Regions from separate parts of the Oncorhynchus mykiss genome. Here region 1 is linked to region 2. The links are chromatin contacts, called in public Hi-C maps. All regions are on one chromosome and are shown on one strand. Each heading gives the region's core, a stretch centred on a gene start, on an enhancer-like site or on the middle of the called end of the contact. The rest is flanking DNA. Distances are from core to core; before and after follow the strand shown. Region 1 holds the start of LOC110495123 (39S ribosomal protein L4, mitochondrial-like). Region 2 holds the start of LOC110493591 (nuclear pore complex protein Nup133).

What was found. A called contact is a pair of places that touch in the nucleus more often than the background predicts.
Region 1: a contact with region 2 is called in a Hi-C map of liver, with 4 times the contacts expected there. The contact joins the promoter of LOC110495123 here to the promoter of LOC110493591 in region 2. A contact is called at or near these places in 2 of 3 Hi-C or Micro-C datasets (blood and liver).

Annotation. Positions count from the first base shown.
Region 1 is chr17:28,045,934-28,049,372 of USDA_OmykA_1.1, reverse strand. LOC110495123 (39S ribosomal protein L4, mitochondrial-like) reads left to right here and starts at 1,347. Exons shown (of 7, transcript XM_036949569.1): 1 at 1,347-1,561; 2 at 1,688-1,754; 3 at 1,980-2,149. LOC118940388 (neuroblast differentiation-associated protein AHNAK-like) reads left to right here. Exons shown (of 1, transcript XM_036949568.1): 1 at 1-941. The coding sequence ends at 632.
Region 2 is chr17:27,869,074-27,872,594 of USDA_OmykA_1.1, reverse strand. LOC110493591 (nuclear pore complex protein Nup133) reads right to left here and starts at 1,331. Exons shown (of 26, transcript XM_021567951.2): 1 at 1,102-1,331; 2 at 886-1,001; 3 at 665-768; 4 at 322-426; 5 at 1-34. The coding sequence starts at 1,229. LOC110493593 (TAF5-like RNA polymerase II p300/CBP-associated factor-associated factor 65 kDa subunit 5L) reads left to right here and starts at 1,382. Exons shown (of 5, transcript XM_021567954.2): 1 at 1,382-1,732; 2 at 2,252-2,393; 3 at 2,630-2,734; 4 at 2,914-3,521. The coding sequence starts at 2,255.

The DNA.
Region 1 (3,439 bases), core at 98-2,597, 180 kb before region 2:
CTAGGAAGGTCAAAGGAAGGGCCAGTTATCCCATTGCAGATATTGATTTGCCAAAAGTTGAGTATGAAGCGTCTGGTTTGGAACTGAGAGGTTCAGACCTTAATGATCCCACAGGGAAATTAAAAATGCCCAAATCCAAGACTTCTAAATTGGGTAGTCATACAATAGCAGACCTTGATATAGACTCAAGTCCTGCCAGTATTAACGCCTCAGTTCCTAAACTCCCACCCCCAAGGTATGGAGTAGAGGTTTCACAGCCAGATTTAAATTTGAGTAGAACTGACCTCAAGGGCAATAAACATCATAGGAAAGCCCCAGCTGGTGAAACCGGCAGAACAAAAAGGAGTCCAAAACAGTCTGAAATTGGAACTTCCATGCCAAATTTTACTCATGGTTCAAACCCCAAAATGTCTGAAGATCAAGAAGGATATTTGGTCACTGTATTTCCCAAACACCTCAAAGGGGATGTACCAGACGGAACTGGGAGCCTGAAAAATCATCACAAGGAAGAGTCAAACCGTAGATCTCATACACTCAGAAGTCTCGACTTCAGTGCATCAAATGTGGACCTTGAAGTTCCAGAAGATGAGAACTTAAAAGGGTCAACATTCTGGCTTTCAAAGCTTATATAGCGTTCAGACAACTGACTAAATGTATTTTTAGGTTGGTTTGAATCACAATCTTCTGTTGAAACATAATGCAGAAAATGTCTGTGACATATAAAACAAGCATCAGATTATTTGCACTTATTTGTACTTTTTTAAATGTAAATTCATTGGTATTTGTTATGAACATGTTGAAAATGAATGTGTAAAGCTTTCTTTTGTCAAGTGATTAAAAAAATGCATGAAAGGTTTGTTATGTTCTGCTGATAAGCTATTCGAATGGTAGTTTTACTCTACACTTGCTACATTGTAATAAAATTACATTTAGTAACTTTTGTAAATCTTTGTTTTTTCTTTCTTTACATGAATTCAACAAACTGATTCATTCAAAACAACTTCAAAATTCATTAGCCTAGGCTTCATTATTCTGACCAATTCGGACAGTAATCCTTATCAATAAAATGTATTTATAAAGCCCTTCTTACTGTCAGCTGATGTCACAAAGTGCTGTACAGAAACCCAGCCTAAAACACCAAACAGCAAGCAATGCTTATTTCCCTTACTTTTGAACATTGAAATAACGTTTGGCAAATTCAATATTTCAAGCTGAGAATTCAAAAGAATTTAACTCAACTGCTGTTTTTGTATAAATATTTGTTAGAAAAAACAATTATACTATTTCTTCATCTATTAGGGATGTTCACCTCCGCACCACTAGGTGGCAATCTTATGACGCTTGCCTTTACGCAATATAAACGTCATCAGTATGCGACGACACATCAGCACCACCTTTCTTATTTGGAAACAGAAATATCTAGGAAATGCATGTTTGTTTCAAAATATGATCTATTTAAAGACTGTTTTGAAGAAATCGCACGTATTTGGTTGGCTTAATTAGGCTTACAGAAATGTTTCGTATATCAGTTACAGTGTGTGGTCCAGGCATTTCTAAAAGGGTGAGCGTTAAGCTAGGCTAATGCTAACTTAGCTAGCTGTCACTTTATTGAGGATAAATAAAGATGTAGTGGCTGAAATTACTGTTGGCACATATCAAATTTCATTGTCAGATGTCCTCTTTTTAGTTGGCTTCATACGCTCTACCCTCAAATTTACGCATCCCTTCCAATCTCGTGGACCATGCAAGAGCAAGTAAGGTCTGCCTTTTCATTCACTGCCTTCTATCATGCACTATGGATCATTGAACTGATTGTGTAAATTTGAAGAAACAAGTTCTATACAGATGCATGTAGACTGTAAGACCCTGTCCAGACACAAAAATAGTTGAATGCAACGTTGGTCTGTCATTTTCAGAGCATTAATTTCCAACTAGGTCAGATGTAAGAAAGCTATTGATGACTTGCGGTCTCTTTCCAGAGGCCCCCTCCTCCATCAGACTCCAGTCTTCCTGTGTTGGGGAGGTGTGACGCTGTCATCCCTGTACACCTGAGCCCAGTACAGACATGGGTGGAGACGTTGGAGAGGCGGGACAGTAAACGGTTAGGTTTGGTTGACCTCCACCCCGATGTCTTTGCAGTCCCTACCAGGTAAAACTGTCAACGTCTAGTCATTGTATTTACATTTAACAGAGGATCTTATCCAGAGACTTACATATTCAGCGCTGTTATCGTTTGGTGAGAATAGTGACGCACTTAAACAACACAATGTAACTCCAAGTCAATCACACTTCTGTGAAATCAAACTGTCCACTTAGGAAGCAACACTGATTGACAATAAATTTCACATGCTGTTGTGCAAATGGAATAGATAACAGGTGGAAATTATAGGCATTTAGCAAGACACCCCCAATAAAGGAGTGGTTCTGCAGTTGGGGACCACAGACCACTTCTCAGTTCCTATGCTTCCTGGCTGATGTTTTGGTCACTTTTGAATGCTGGCGGTGCTTTCACTCTAGTGGTAGCATGAGACGGAGTCTACAACCCACACAAGTGGCTCGGGTAGTGCAGCTCATTCAGGATGGCACATCAATGCGAGATGTGGCAAGAAGGTTTGCTGTGTCTGTCAGCGTAGTGTCCAGAGCATGGAGGCGCTACCAGGAGACAGGCCAGTACATCAGGAGACGTGGAGGATGCCGTAGGAGGGCAACAACCCAGCAGCAGGACCGCTACCTCCGCTTTTGTGCAAGGAGGAGCAGGAGGAGCACTGCCAGAGCCCTGCAAAATGACCTCCAGCAGGCCACAAATGTGCATGTGTCTGCTCAAACGGTCAGAAACAGACTCCATGAGGGTGGTATGAGGGCCCGACGTTCACAGGTGGGGGTTGTGCTTACAGCCCAACACCCGTGCACGACGTTTGGCATTTGCCAGAGAACACCAAGATTGGCAAATTCGCCACTGGCGCCCTGTGCTCTTCACAGATGAAAGCAGGTTCACACTGAGCACGTGACAGACGTGAGTCTGGAGATGCCGTGGAGAACGTTCTGCTGCCTGCAACATCCTCCAGCATGACCGGTTTGGCGGTGGGTCAGTCATGGTGTGGGGTGGCATTTCTTTGGGGGGCCGCACAGCCCTCCATGTGCTCGCCAGAGGTAGCCTGACTGCCATTAGGTACCGAGATGAGATCCTCAGACCCCTTGTGAGACCATATGCTGGTGTGGTTGGCCCTGGGTTCCTCCTAATGCAAGACAATGCTAGACCTCATGTGGCTGGAGTGTGTCAGTAGTTCCTACAAGAGAAAGGCATTGATGCTATGGACTGGCCCGCCCGTTCCCCAGACCGGAATCCATTTGAGCACATCTGGGACATCATGTCTCGCTCCATCCACCAACGCCACACCACAGACTGTCCAGGAGTTGGCGGATGCTTTAGTCCAGGTCT
Region 2 (3,521 bases), core at 82-2,581:
TTCCCTCCGGAGCCACCGCCATGACAGAGATAGACTGAGCATTCAAGACAAAGTCCCACAACAGCAAACAACCATGACTGATGGTGAGTTGATTGGAATTTCAGTTCATTTGTTCCTGATTATTAGCCTGGGTGCCAGCTTATTCAGTCAGGAATGCCTTGTCAAGACAACAACAAGTAGGCTAAAGCAGAAAGAGACTGGCACTCAGGCTAGCTGCTCAACAGCTAACAGTTAAGTCATTAGGCAGACATGTGTGATGAGTTCCCACCTTTGGAGGTTGAATAGTTTAGTTTCCTGATTAGTGATATAGTCATTGATTACCTGAACAGTGGAAGTCTCCAGAGGGCTGGGAGATGATATCGAGATGAGGTCAGCATAGTAGACAAACTCACTAGTTGGCAGCTGGAGGCCCTTACATACTGACAACTAGGAAACACAACAGAGAAGGTTCACGCATTGGCACTGCATGTTTTTTTTTGTTATTATAGGACACACTGCATCAATGTGTTGCATATCTCATCATTATCAACCAGGGTTGTGTATCCAGTTTTGAAACGGAGTGACACAAAGTGGTAGGGTTCTACCTGGACTTGCCCAATAAGGAGGGCTCATTTTGTGTTCCGTTTCAAAGCGCTTTGCTACGGTGTGACCCACTGAACTGTACCTTTGCAACAGCAGTCTGGCAGATCTTCCAGATGATCAGTCGCTCTCCACACACCATCCAGGCCCAGCCACTCTCATCCACCTTCACAGAGATCTGGTCATCAGCTGAGGGACACAAAACCCGTGGGAGAGTAGAGCATTGATCGGGATGACCTGTACAATGCATTCTACAGTATGTATAACTCGCAGAGAGATAATGACAGGAAAGAGTCAATGACCCACCATCAGCCATAGTCAAAGCCTCCATGACTTTGACAGGTAGAGAAGAGCCAAACGTCTGGACATCGAAGTGGAGTGCTTCTGAAGTTGAGTAGCTCTGCACACGCGTGGGAGTTGATCTGGAAATGAGAGGGCCAGCAGTTGTTTAAAAACACTCCACCATTGACTGTGCCTGAAGAGACACTGTTGACAATGGCATGATGGAGTATGGACACTCACCTCGATGCTAACGACGTCCTACGTGGGGAAAAAAGAAGCCCTGTAGGTGTACCGGCGAGACTCTTTCTACCGGTGACCCTTGAGGACTGCCTTCGGCCTGAACAACGGGTGGGACGAGGGCTAAACATCGTAGCTATGCCCCAAAATGCTCAATATTAATTCAGACAGCTCTTCTTATTTTGCGCGCACAATATGAAACTTCAGGCGCATTAAATATACGTCATGAAATACAAAATCAAATTCGCAGTACATAGTTGGTCCACTAGATCGTGCCATTGAATACATTTGTTTGGCCACTAATTGTTACGAATAACCCCTTCAATTAAAATCAGCATTACACTATTACTGATTGTGAATTTATTGACTTTTGCAAGTAGCTAGTTGTAGTGTTTTGGTTGTCAGTAAACAGAACACAAAATAGTTTTTTTTGCCATCACATTCAGGCAAGATAAGTCAATCGATCGATGACTGCAAGATGAGAGCAAGCTGCTATTTGATGGAAGGGGGGACATACGTGATGGGGTTGCTACGATAGGCAACGGGATATTTGTGATAAAAAACAATCACATTGCATAAATATAATCTCCTCAATAGCTGTAATTGACAACGAAGAATATCAGCACGATATGCAGTGAGTGGCCAAGTTGTTGTTGATAAGATGTTTTTCGCTAAACCGGCTTAAAGTTCCGAAAGGGCCGTGTGGCCCTTCTATCGACTAAGCTAGCTTAGCTAACGTTAGCTGCTGGCTAGCTTGCTAATGACAGGACTGCAATACTCTTTGCTTAAGCTGTTTGGTGCATCATTTTACCAGTGCATTTGTTGCTCACTTGTACGCACGTCATTCATGATTCTCCCAAGTTTGCATGGTGACCCTTGCTAGCAGTTCTATTGAATGGTTGTTGTGTTGGAAAGTGTTAGCTAGCTAGCCATATAGCACATTTTTCTCTTCAACACTACTGAAGTGAGTTACTCATGGGTCTGTAATTCCAGCAAGTTATTAATAGAGCTATCTAATTTCTAGCAGTGTTTGTATGGAGTTAACTCATTTATGGAAATGCAATGCAGTAAGTTACAGCAGATAAACAACGTCTTAATGCAGGTAAACATTTGCTTTTGCCCATGGTGTTATACTATTTCATATTTTCCCGAGGTTATGAAGCGGGTACGCACGGAGCAGATCCAGTACACTGTAGCTCAGTACCTGAAGCGGAGGCAGTATGTGGACACTGAAAGTTCCCTGAAGGGGACTAAACTGTCCCAGTCCGCAGAGGAGATGGCTGCCAACCTCACAGGTGAGGCTTTGAAGTGGCAGCTGGACGGTATCTTCTGCAAAGATCTATGACCAAATCAAGTTAAACTAGTATCACAGATGTAATGGGGGAAGGATGCCAACTATTTTTGCAGACATGATTAAGCAAATCTCACTTATTGAGAAGCTCAAGCATTATCTTTTAGTTTAGGATGAGTAGTACCAGGTGATTACTCATGGACATATACCTAATCTAATTGTCTCTCTTTCTTTGAGCAGTGCAGACAGAGTCGGGGTGTGCAAACATTGTCTCTGCTGCCCCTTGCCAAGCTGACCCTCAACAGTACGAGACCCAATTTTCCAGACTTCGCAATTTTCTTTCAGGTACTTCACAATTGCATAGAGTCTGATGATATGTACGCTGCTATGCAACATTGGGCTATGTTCCAGTGTCCGTACTAGCTTACCACTTAGTATTAAGCAATGTATTGTAAATGCTATGCTAGTTATTGTTGGCATAGGAACGCGGCCCTACTCTTTGTTTATTTTCTCTGGTCCAGAAGCGGTGTTGCCATGGGGCCAGGAGGTGAGCTGCGTCCTGTACCCACTCTTCGTTTACCTCCACCTGGACATGGTGCGCTGCAGCCTGAAGGGGGTGGTGGATGGCTTCTACAGCCGCTTCCACAGCCTCTTCCTGGGGGACGCCGAGCAGCGCTCCACCGTGGAGCAGCTTCGCCATGTCCTCACCCAGCAGGATGTCACCGCAAACCCCAAGCTCCTGGCCTTACTCGACCACAAGTACGTGGTGAACCTGACGGAGCCGGCCTACAGTTACTTGTTACGCTACCTGCAGAGCGAAGACAACAGTACCCTCTGCAGGGCCCTCAGCACCCACATCCAGGTAGAGGTCACCTCCTCACCACGCACCGACTACCAGCTGTACGGGACGACGGGTGCGGGAGCTACCGGGGCCACCACCACGGCCCCCAACTCTACCTCCTCGTGGTCGGGTGCGGATGGCCCTGAGCGAGGAGAGGCGGCAGGGGTGGAGGTCCCCACAGGGATCCCGCAGAGCGAGGCGGCCCTGCAGGCACTGCAGGACTGCATTAAGAAGGTGCGTGAGGGGCCGCCGTCACTCACCACCGTGTGCTTCTATGCCTTCCAGCACACG